3 separate regions of the Sus scrofa genome follow, and all the other regions are linked to region 2. A link is a contact called in public Hi-C data. All regions are on one chromosome and are shown on one strand. The core of a region is the stretch at or near the end of the contact, and the rest is flanking DNA. Distances in the headings are between cores, read along the strand shown.

Region 1 (3,627 bases), core at 122-2,621, 240 kb after region 2:
CACTTACTTGCCCAAGATCAAGGTAAGTTCAAGGCAGGAGCCAGGATTTGAGCCCAGGTCCCCTTGGCTCCAGAATGCAGTATAACCAACTGCTATGGAATTCAGGTCGGGGTGGAGTCTGAGCTAGTCTGAGTGGAGACAGATTCTGGATGAGGGTGGAAGGAGTATTCTAGGCCAGAGGTACCTCTTGAGCAAAGGCCCAGAAGTAGAAAAACCTGAACCTGTATACAGTCTGAGTTTGGGAGGAGCTGAGAGGAGGTATGTGTGAGAAGTGACTGGTAAAATTGGGAAAATTTTGTTTCAGCAAGAGTGTGGACAGCCTTGGTTGCTTGGTGGAAAAGAGTTTGCTTCATTGCGGAGGCCTTGGGAAGCCAGGGGAGATTTCTGAGCCAGTCTTCTTAATTGTCCCCAGTATCAGTATCCGAGTACTTAGTGTGCAGAGCTCTCCCTAAACGTTTGATGAGTGAATGACTGATCAAAGCTTTAGAAAGATGAATCACAAAGTCCTACAGAGGGAACCCTAGAGGAATCCTAAAGGAGACTGTTAGAGCCATCCAAGTTCAGGCAGGCTTGGACCCGAACCAGTGGAGACTAGGGCACAGGACAGGAAGCTGACTAGAAAAAGAAGCAAGGGAGTTCTCATTGTGGCACAGCGGAAACGAATCCTCCTAGGATCCATGAGGACAGGGGTTCAATCCCTGGCCTCACTCAGTGGGTTAAGGATCCAGCGCATAGCCCTGGGCTGTGGTGTAGGTCATAGACGCAGCAGGGATCCTGCGTTGCTGTGGCTGTGGCATTGGTAGCAGATACAGCTCGGATCTGGCGTTGCTGTGGCTGTGGCATAGGCCGGCACCTGTGGCTCTGATTCGACCTCTAGCCTAGGAACCTCCATATGTGTGGGTGTGGCCTGAAAAAGAAAAAGAAGCGTGGCCACACATGCTTTTGTGATTTTGACTTACTTCTGGGGAGACTGAGAGCTTCTGGTGAGCGGGAGTTTTTCTACCCTCTGTATTGCTGCTGCCCAGCCAAGGGCCTGCCATAGAAGAGGCACTGTTTATGGAATTAATTGTTGAATGATTAATATGTTACCGTTCTCTGTTTACTGGAATGGCATTATTAAGTCATCGCTCAGCCTTTTCTTTTCCAAATTAAATAGCCCATATTATTTTAATTTATCCCAAAGCATTTTAAGCAGACACCATTTGCCAAGCCTCATGTATCTTTATGTGTTAAACTGCTTTCTCCTCCCCAGGTTCAAGGGCAGACGGGGTTTTTGAGGAGGATTCGCAAATTGACATAGCTACAGTACAGGACATGCTGAGCAGCCACCATTACAAGTCATTCAAAGTCAGCATGATCCACAGACTCCGATTCACAACCGACGTGCAGTTAGGTAAGTGTGTAAACAGAGGAGAGCCTTCTGTCCCTGGTCAGTGTAGAAACAGGGAAAGAAACAACATGCAGCTTTTATAGGATCTCAGTGACGAACGGTAATTTGTTTTCAGAGAAAATGTTGAAACAATGAAATGTAAAGTAACTCCTTTTCCCCACAGGAGCGCTCTGTCTTGTCTCCTTTTTTATGAAGCAGAAGATTAGAAATAGAACTAACTTGAGACTCTTTTTCAAGCTGATTGACTTCCATGAAGTTGCATAATTCTTTTCATTCTGTGATTCTCTTTCATCCTATCCTCAGAACTGCTTTGTAACATTGCCACTTGCCTTTTCTTACTCAGTGAATTCATTGCTTATTCATTCATGCCTTTATTCAGGAAGGCTTTTAATGATCTCAGAAGTTAAATTTGGATCCTCACCAGATAATTTGGAACTAAATTTCAATTACTATTTGGGGTTAATTTGTGTAAAAAATGTCTGCGGATTTTTTTCTTTTTTTGGCCACGTCTATAACATGCAGACGCTCCAGGGCCAGGGATTGAACCCAAGCCCCTGCCGTGACAGCGCTGAATCCTTAACCCACTGAGCCTCCAGGGAACTCCCTAAATCTCTGTTTTGACTTGAACCTCACAGGACTAGGAGAGTCGTAGTGGTCCACACGATATTCATAGGCCATCGTCGTCGTTATCCTCATGGCTGTCATCTTAGGTGTCCACTACGCACTAGGCACTGTGCTGGCTCATAAGTGCTTCACCTGCACTACTAACCCGCCTTAAAGGCAGATGTTTTTGCTGTCTCCATCTGACAGAGAATGTAGGCGAGGTGCAGAGAGGTGGAGGCTCATGCCCAAGCTCACACAGCGGGTAAGAAGGTAATGGTATCAGGGGCAGAACCCTAGTCTAGCCAACCTGAGGGCATCTCCTCCCTAACAGAGGATGGACTTTTTTTTCCCCAGATGGTTTCCAGAGGCAAAAAGCCAAACTTGAATTCATCCGATTCTGATTAGTATATTCAGATAGAGGAAAAAGTTCACAGAAGAATCAGTGCAGAGAGCCCAAGCTCTACAGGCAAGAACTGGTTTGACTCCCAGCTTTACCGCTTATTTGCAATTTCGGCTTAAATAAGTCCCCTCCCCTATCAGTCTTTTGTCGTTTTAGGGCCGCTCCCATGGCATTTGGAGGTTCCCAGGCTAGGGGTCCAGTCGGAGCCATAGCCGCTGGCCTACACCACAGCCACAGCAACACAGGATCCAAGCTGCGTCTGTGACCTACACCACAGCTCAGGGCAATGCCAGATTCTTAACCCACTGCGTGAGGCCAGGGATCGAACCTGCATCCTCATGGAGACTAGTCAGGTTCCTTTCCGCTGAGCCACGATGGGAACTCCCCTTTCAGTCTTAACGTTTGTCATTTCCGAAGTGGGAGTTATAATGTTTACCTTTGAGATTGTGTGTGAAGGTGGTCCGAGGGCGCTGTGTTCTGGTGGTAGCTTATCTCAGTGGTGTGGTGATCACAGTCATTACCATTTGTGTTGCTCATTGGTTTCTCTCCTAGCGCACCATCTTGAAAGTATTTAACCAGATCACTCGGATTAGGTAGTGGCCCTGTTGACAAGGTTTCACCTGTAGTCTCGACAGAGACTTGGCAGGTGGAAGTGGATGCTGAGAGTAATGCAGGTACCTCTCTTTACCACGGTGGCTCTCGGAAGTGAGGGGACCAGAAGCCGGTCCCTGGCGCCTCTGGATGCTTCCAGTGGCACCCACAGCGCCCTCTGGTGGAGAGTCACGATTCTGACGCACTTCTAAAATGGATGTCGTCAGAGCATTTGTTTCTGCTATGAATCTAAATTCAGTCTCTAGCAATATAAGCAAAAACTTCACTAATTAGTCGCAGGGAATTTTCTGACAGTCAGACAGACTGTGCCCATGAGCACCATATCACGCAGTGGAAAGACAGGTTCATTTCCTGTTCCGGTTTGTATTCAGGCCCTCACTTCCTCCTTAGAAAGCAGATGATCACACTCCGTTCTAAAAAGCCTGCACGAAGCCGTCCGGAAAGTCTTTCTTTCTGAAACAGCATCTACTACAGAGTTCAGGGCAGCAAGCAGCACACTCTTTATGGGCATTCAAGTGAGCAGCTGGATTCTGAGATCAGTAAATAATTTATTTTATTTCAACTGACTAGCCAGGTGCTTCAGATCTTTCCTGACACTGATGGATGGTCTCCTCCGCTCGTC
Region 2 (3,732 bases), core at 909-3,408:
ATACCACCTAAAATATCTAGATTAAGTCTCTCCCTTCACTTGAGTCACTACTATCACCTCAAGACTAAAACATTTTCAATTGTTAAAAAGTGTACAAGAAAGCCAATTTGAAATGAATTGTCAGAAATTTGTCTAACATTTACTGGTATAGTTTTCATTTCAGCTCTTCAGTAAAAGCTGTCTTTAAATATATTCCCTGCCTTAAACACCTCGAAAATTGTTCAATCTGTACCTGTGGACCTTTCTCTACTTTATAAAATATATTATGTTTACAATGCAATGACTTCAAGCATAACATTTAGTCAAAGTATTAATAAATGTAACACCTTGTATATCGCTAAAAACACTTCATTACCCTTCCTGTTTCTTAAAAGTAGCATTCCCAACTAAAACACTAATTCAAACATGCTCCTGGGGTCTGTTCAATTGCAGCTATTCTGTGTAACCGAAGCTTAAGGCTAAGTAAAACAAAGTTCGGGGGATGCTTCTCTCCGGGACTCGGTCCCTGGCATCCAGTCTCCCGTTGCTCCTTTTAAAAACTGACATACAAACAAGGCAAAAGGAGCAGGAGAGGGTGGCTGGAGCTCCGGCCCCCTCCCCACCTGCAGCCAGGGGTGGCCGCCCGGGGACGGCGACCCAGCCCCGTCCGCATCTACACTTCATTTTACACCAGGAGCGGAATTGAGAAATCGACTCCAGATTTATTGCAGTTTTTCCTCAAGATCAGGAGGTGGGAAGGAAAGAATGATCAAAGATGGCGGTGCCCAAAAGCAGCAGCTCTCAACTGGAGAGTCGAAGGAGTAGCTCGGACCCCACCTCGGGGGTCTCCAGGCCCACGGCCGGGCGCAGCGTCTTACCTGTTTTCTCTTTGATCTCGCACAAGACGCTGAAGAGCGCGGGTTTCATTCTGTGACAGTTCAGGGCATGTTTCCTAAAAAACAAATAGCAAAACACAAAGGTATTAGCATCACCTATGGAATAATATGGCGCCTTCCTTTAACTTAGACCCAAGATTTCATTCCGGCCCCCTATTTTGGAAGGCTCTTTGGAACCACGGCAAGTCAACAGAACTCAAGTTGACTCAGTTGGCGACAGCCGGCAAGCTCCGGCAGCCAAAGCTCCAGCCCGAACGAAGCGCGACCCATCTGCCCGGCAGGCAGCAGCCTCGGCGACCGCAGGGCGCGAACCCGCGCGGGCAACCGCGATCCGGGGGCAGACGGCGGCGACCCAGGGGACAGGACGGCGTGGAGGGGCTCCTGCGTCCGCCCTCCGCCGGGGGAGCGGGCGCGCACGGGCGGCCGGCCGACTGCGGCCAGCGGGCGGTGACAGCTTGGCAAAGTTTGCCAGGCGGCCCTCCCTTCCCGAGAACTTGGCCGCCTGCGCCCGGACCCGCCGGGGAACCGCCCATCGCCCCGCGGCGGGGCCGGGGCGGCCGCCCGCACAGCGAGGTCGTCCGGCGGCCAGGCGGAGCCGGGCGCCGGGACTCCCGGCCGAGCAGAAAGTTGCACTTCCCTCAAGTGCGGCCCGGGGCCCGCTCGCCGCGGCGTGCACCGGGGTCCGGGCGGGAGGTTTGAATCCGTACGAGGGGGCCGGGCTGCCACAGGGCCGGACGCGGGGGTGAGAGAAACCCACACAATCCACGCGGCACCAAGTCCGTCCCGCGCCCCGAGAGCAACTTTGCCGCCTCCCGCCTGCGTCGAGGGGCGCGGGGCAAGTCCCCCGCGAGGCCCGGGCGGGCGGCCTGTTTTCGGAGAAAGTTCCCCGCCCCGGGGCTGAGGCCCCCGGCCCGGGCGCCACCCGGGGCCGGACTCTGCCGCGGGCCCGGCTCCCGCACACACACAAAAGATGCTTAATGAGACGACACCAACTTTGCTTGCGCCTCGTCCAAGCTCTGGTCGGTGATGGTCATGATCTGGTGGAGGATGTCGCCGATGTCCTGCTTCCTGCCGTCGCCGTCCGCCCCTTCGTGGCCGTGCGGGGGAGGCGGCAGGGCCATGCCCCCCTGCACCGAGTGGCCGGCCAGGTTCACCCCGGCCAGAGTCTGCAGCATCCTGGATTGATCGTCCATCCCGCCGCGCGCGGGCGGGAGCGGGCGGCGGCGGCGGCTGAGGCGAAGGCTGAGGCGGCGGCGGCGGCGGCGGCGGCGGCGACGAGGGAGGAGAAGAAAGAGGGGGAGGGGGAGGGGGAGGCGGCCGCGCGCTCCCCGCCCGCGCGGGGAGGGGGCGGCCCGGCCGGCGGGGCCCGCGGCTGAGGCGGTGCAGACGGGCGCCCGGCTCCGGCTTCCGCCGCCGCGGAGGCTGAGGAGAAGCGCCGGGCGGAAGCGCTGGGCTCCGCGGCGGTGGCGGAGGCGGAGGCAGCGGCGCCCGCTGCCCTCACGCGGCCGCCGCGCCGCCTCCTCGCCGCCGCGCGCCCCGCCGGGTGGCCCCGCGCAACTTGCTCCTCAGCACCGGCCGAGTTGTTGGGACGCCCGCCGCCACCCGCGCCAGCCTGCGCACTCCCCTCCCTCGGCCCCCGCCGCCGCCGCCGCCGCCGCCTCGGCCACCTCGGCCGGGCGGGATCCGAGCCCCGGCGGCCCCGGGGGAGGGAGCGGCGGCGGCAGGCGGCGGCGGCGGAGGAGGAGGCCGGCGGGAGGGCCGAGGGGAGCGAGAGGGGGCGGAGGAGGAAAGTTTGGGAGCGGGCGAGCGGGCAGGCGCGGTGGGGGCGCGGAGCCCGAGGAAGGGCCCCGGCGGGCCGCGCGCCGGGCGGACAGCAGATTGATGGGGCGGGAGAAGTCGCCGCCGCCACTGCCGGAGCCGCGCACCCTGCCAGCAGCCGCCGCGGACCGGGCTCGAAGGCCGTTCGGCTGAGGGATTGACAGGCTGCCAGTGCCACTCACTCACTGCGGCCCCGGCGCCCGGGGGGAGGGGCGGGGGCGTGTGGGAGGGCGGGGGGAGCGCTCCCCAAAGCCCCGCCCCCGGGGGCGGTGCGCGCACTCATTGGGCCTTGCGCCTCCCGCCGCCGCCGCTGGCACCGCCCCCGGACTTCTGCCCGCCCACTCTGGCCTCTGATCCCCAGCGCCCGAGAGCGCGCCACCGGATCTTTACGCCTCGTCTTGTCCTCTATCGCCGGGATGGGCCGCCCCGGCCCGCAAACGGTGTGCCCGCACCCCGGCTCATGTCTCTAGTGCTAGCAGTCCTGAGTGTGTAGAGTTGTATACAGGACACGGGGCAACTCGTTCCAAGGCCAACCATGTGCTTCCCCACAGCGCTGTGAGCTTCACGCCTCGGACAGCGCCTTGTACACTTTCCCGCTCTTCCCGTTTTGAGGTGGTATCCTTGGGGTACCCCACCGCCTGTTTGCAAACCAATCGAATCACTCTCGGAGCCGAGCGGGGCGGGACAGAGTCAAGAAAGGGCTGTCCCTATTGGAGCGTTCGAAAAGTCCTGGGCAGAGGGGGGGGAAACGCAGGGAATGGTGGCCCCGCCCACCCCGCGATCACCATAGTAACCGAGAGGGCACAGCTTGGAGTTGGCGCCCGCCTTTGGGCCTGGTGCCGTCCCTCAAGAGGTGACCAGGTAAGGTGGGAGCCCGTTGTCCCACATGCTTGATACTTGCACTGAGCGGATCTGAGTGACATACCACTTTCTCTTGAAAAAGGAGCACATGAAAATGAATCAGAGGAAAGTGGAACCCGGAGGAGGGGAAGAGCGTGACATCTAAGACCAATTTAAGGTTTACAACCTTTTACACACT
Region 3 (3,309 bases), core at 194-2,693, 140 kb before region 2:
CAAAAGAAAGCATTACACATTGTTAAAGTTATACCTTTCATCTGTTTATTTAAAAAAGTAAGTAAAGAAAATGATAAAGGTACTACACTGATTTCTTCAGAAATTATGACTTTGGCTAGAAGAGAGCTAAAAGTCATCATGGCTGGCTACTACACATGGCCTTGAGAGGATGGCCTAGTTCCTTTTGGAAAAATTTTCAGTGTGGTTACTCCTAGCTGAATGTGACATGACTTACTCATGTACATGTAATCCTTTATTTTAAAGAAAAGTGCAAAATATGACCTTGGAATTGTTTTTGCAAATCTAAAAAAAGGGGCAAGATTTTTCAAATCATCCCTTTATTCATCTTTTCCAATCTCAGTGTTCTGCTGTTCTCCAGACAGGGATATTTGGCCAGTCATTCCTTGTAAGCACACAATTCCAGGTCCACACAATGAGATGCATACACTACACTGCAGAAATACTGCAAAATAATCTGTACTTCTTTAAAGGTGCAAAAAGAATAAATAAAGCACATTCATCCTACCTACCATTCCCAATACTTCCTAACTAAAGCCAAGTCACTGGGGAAATGGATGGGGGGGGGGAGGGCCGAGGTCCAGGTAGCAGTGACAAGAAGAGCACATTTTCAATGGTTTCCAGATTTAAATCCTGGAAAGAGTAATAATGTAAATTTTCTGGAATATTTTCCATACAGTAATAATGAGGTAGTAACTTCCCATCTCCTAGGACATAGTAGGTACTCACTCAACAAATGTTTGTACAATTAAATTCCCTATGGAATTCCGTCTCCCAGTGAAAAACAGCCATTAAGTTGGGGTGCTTCAGAGCCAATTACGGCAGGAAACCTGCCCCTCATATTTATGGTGAGGGGTTAGAGAGTTAATTTTTTTCTTGATCACCATTTTCCCAGGGTGTCCACGTTTTGCAGCCCATTTGGAATTTTTTCCTAACGGTCGAAGACGTTCACATGATTTTGCCGACCTCCTCTGTGATACCCGAGTAGGCAGTAGCCTAGATCTTTGAAATCAAGGAAATCCAGCCTCTACCAATCGCCAGGCCTCAAACCAAGTTTCGGGCTCCGATTTGAAAGGCACGAACTCGCAAGCAGGGCTGCCTCCCAGGTGCCGCTGACCCCACGGCACAAAGCCAGCTGCAGACTGCCGGGGAGGGAGCACTGGCCTCCTCGGCGCCTGCCGGACCCGGCGTTCACCACCGCCGGGCGCGGCCGGGACCGCCGCTGGCGGGGAGCGGCTGGGGCTGCCGCGCCGCTCTGCCCCGCGGCTCTCGGGGCGCGCCCATTGTTCTCCGCACGCCGAGCGGCGGCTCGCCGGCCCGGGTGATCCCCGCTCCCCCTCCCGCGGCCGCGCGGAGAGGCCCCGCGGCCGGGTCCGCTTCCCGCTCCCAGCTCCCCGCCGCGGCGCGCCCCCGCCCCTGCGGCTGACAGCGAATTCACACCGCCCTGACTGCATAATTAATGTAAATGGAGCAGCCTCCATGTCATGTGCGGGCTCTTTGGGTTTACTTTTGTGCGACACTTACACAGGAATATTAACTAGAGAAAGCAGCATCACAACAGGGGTGGAAAATCAGCCTGTCAGGGACTCATTCCAAATGCCACGGAAAGCGGAGCGGCTTCAAGATTGTTTCATCAAGGTGATTGAGAACAAAAACTACTGAGGAAAGAAAATTCGGGCTTAAACTCAGCTCCCACACATCCATTATTTCTCTCTCTAGATTGTTTAGGAACTAGGTTCCTAACACCTCTTTATGCAGAACTCGGACTTGAAAAGAGTGAGGCTGCTGCGTGTGTGCACAGCCAAGCGAGTCTTGGCTCGGGCCGTGCATGTGCAAACCCGCTCCTACTCCATGTGCGTGCAGCCTCCCTTCTACAACCACAACCAGGGAGGAAGAGGCCAGGACCAAGAGACACCTTTCCGCGGGTCAGTGAGTTACTCGGAGAAACCAGGGGGAATCGTGGGCGACCCCACAACGTAACTGAAATTAAGGCTGATGTCTCTGGGGATGCTCAAGAGCCCTTCAATAAGGTGCCTGATTTATATTACTGCTACTGTACCTACAATCAAACTGTAATAAGGACATTTTATTGTACTTTGTGGTCATTGTTTTGTTTCCATAACCTGCCATGGGAAACAAAACTTAAAAAGTCAGTGTAATGAGTAAACTTGCAAAGCATATTTTACACCAAAACATATATTTTAAAAGTATTTTTTACTTAATATTCACGATTATCCACAATATTCCATGTTGGATATATTCTTTTCCAAAAGAGCAGAAAATGTGAGTTCCCAAGCCTTACGTTGCCTGACCTAAATTAGCAGGAAATCCTGCTATACTTTCTAGACCTACAAAAAATATTATTTTAAAAATTAAGAATTTACATCTCAAATGTACACTTAGATTCAGTTAGACTTAAACACAATAGTATAAATTTTTGATCAAATTATTAGTTGCATTAAGGCTCTAAGTGTTTTTACAGTGCTAAGTAATCAAATCCAAAACTTTCCTAATATTTAGTTTTTACACAATTTATGAAAGAAGATGAAATACATTCCAAAACAGACACCCCCAATCCAGTAAGAATGACAACGTTGTAATTTTCAGCTTGCAAATGTGTTAGGCATTGTTAAGGAACAACAATTACACCATTGGAATATCAAATCTTAAGTCTCCCAAATAATGCCATCAAGTGAGAGTGTCTGTTTCTGTGAAGCATGTGTGCCACCTCTCCTCTCATGTAGCACAGTGACTTAATCCTGAATGTTCTCAGGGAATTCCTCCACACAAAGAGGTCAATTGTAGGCCACAGAATAACCTTATACATATTTGCCTATTAAGTGGTTGAGAACTAAATCTACCTGCATGTCTTTACCGGCTTAATTAAGGATATGCACAATAACTGAAAATAATTCCTTTATCCATTCAATACACTACATGACAGAAGAGATCAAAATGGACATGCCGATCAAAAGGTTTATGTTAGACAGGAAGCAGCCGTCAGACCATTATTACAAATTAAAGGTATTATAGTCAAGTCATTTTTAATCTCTTAAAAATGAATAACCCTTCTCTGCACATTAAATCATTTTTCTCCAAAGAAGTAACATTTCTTTTATGTCTAAATGCATACATTCCTGCACTGCTTCAGGTCTTTTACTAGAGGTGATAGAGGTCTATTACTTTCAATTGTAAGTCAACATTAGCCAAGTTTGGGCTCCTCTCTTTACATGATATAACTGACTCATCACAAAAAGCTCCTACATCAAAAAAAATGAGAACTCACAGATT

What was found. A called contact is a pair of places that touch in the nucleus more often than the background predicts.
Region 1: a Hi-C map of liver shows a contact between it and region 2, with 3 times the contacts expected there. The contact joins the enhancer-like site here to the promoter of PBX3 in region 2. A contact is called at or near these places in 1 of 5 promoter capture datasets (fetal liver), 3 of 47 Hi-C or Micro-C datasets (embryonic fibroblasts, heart right ventricle and liver) and 1 of 2 datasets of contacts at active chromatin or transcription factors (skeletal muscle).
Region 3: a contact with region 2 is called in a Hi-C map of skeletal muscle, with 2.3 times the contacts expected there. The contact joins the enhancer-like site here to the promoter of PBX3 in region 2. A contact is called at or near these places in 1 of 5 promoter capture datasets (liver) and 4 of 47 Hi-C or Micro-C datasets (embryonic fibroblasts, heart right ventricle and skeletal muscle).

Annotation. Positions count from the first base shown.
Region 1 is chr1:266,137,130-266,140,756 of Sscrofa11.1, reverse strand. It overlaps MAPKAP1 (target of rapamycin complex 2 subunit MAPKAP1), which reads left to right. Exons shown (of 11, transcript XM_021068873.1): 8 at 1,253-1,393. Among named protein-coding and RNA genes, the nearest start is that of GAPVD1, 190 kb to the right of the region's middle. Within about 2 kb of position 1,371, at least 8 of the 83 cell types and tissues checked have an H3K27ac peak or open chromatin away from gene starts, as enhancers often do. A contact at or near this core is called in fetal liver and liver, where this site is marked.
Region 2 is chr1:266,381,737-266,385,468 of Sscrofa11.1, reverse strand. It overlaps PBX3 (pre-B-cell leukemia transcription factor 3), which reads right to left and starts at 2,158. Exons shown (of 9, transcript XM_021068936.1): 1 at 1,869-2,158; 2 at 858-931. The coding sequence starts at 2,068.
Region 3 is chr1:266,526,210-266,529,518 of Sscrofa11.1, reverse strand. All of the region lies in intron 2 of PBX3 (pre-B-cell leukemia transcription factor 3), which reads right to left. Among named protein-coding and RNA genes, the nearest start is that of PBX3, 140 kb to the right of the region's middle. Within about 2 kb of position 1,443, at least 47 of the 83 cell types and tissues checked have an H3K27ac peak or open chromatin away from gene starts, as enhancers often do. A contact at or near this core is called in liver and skeletal muscle, where this site is marked.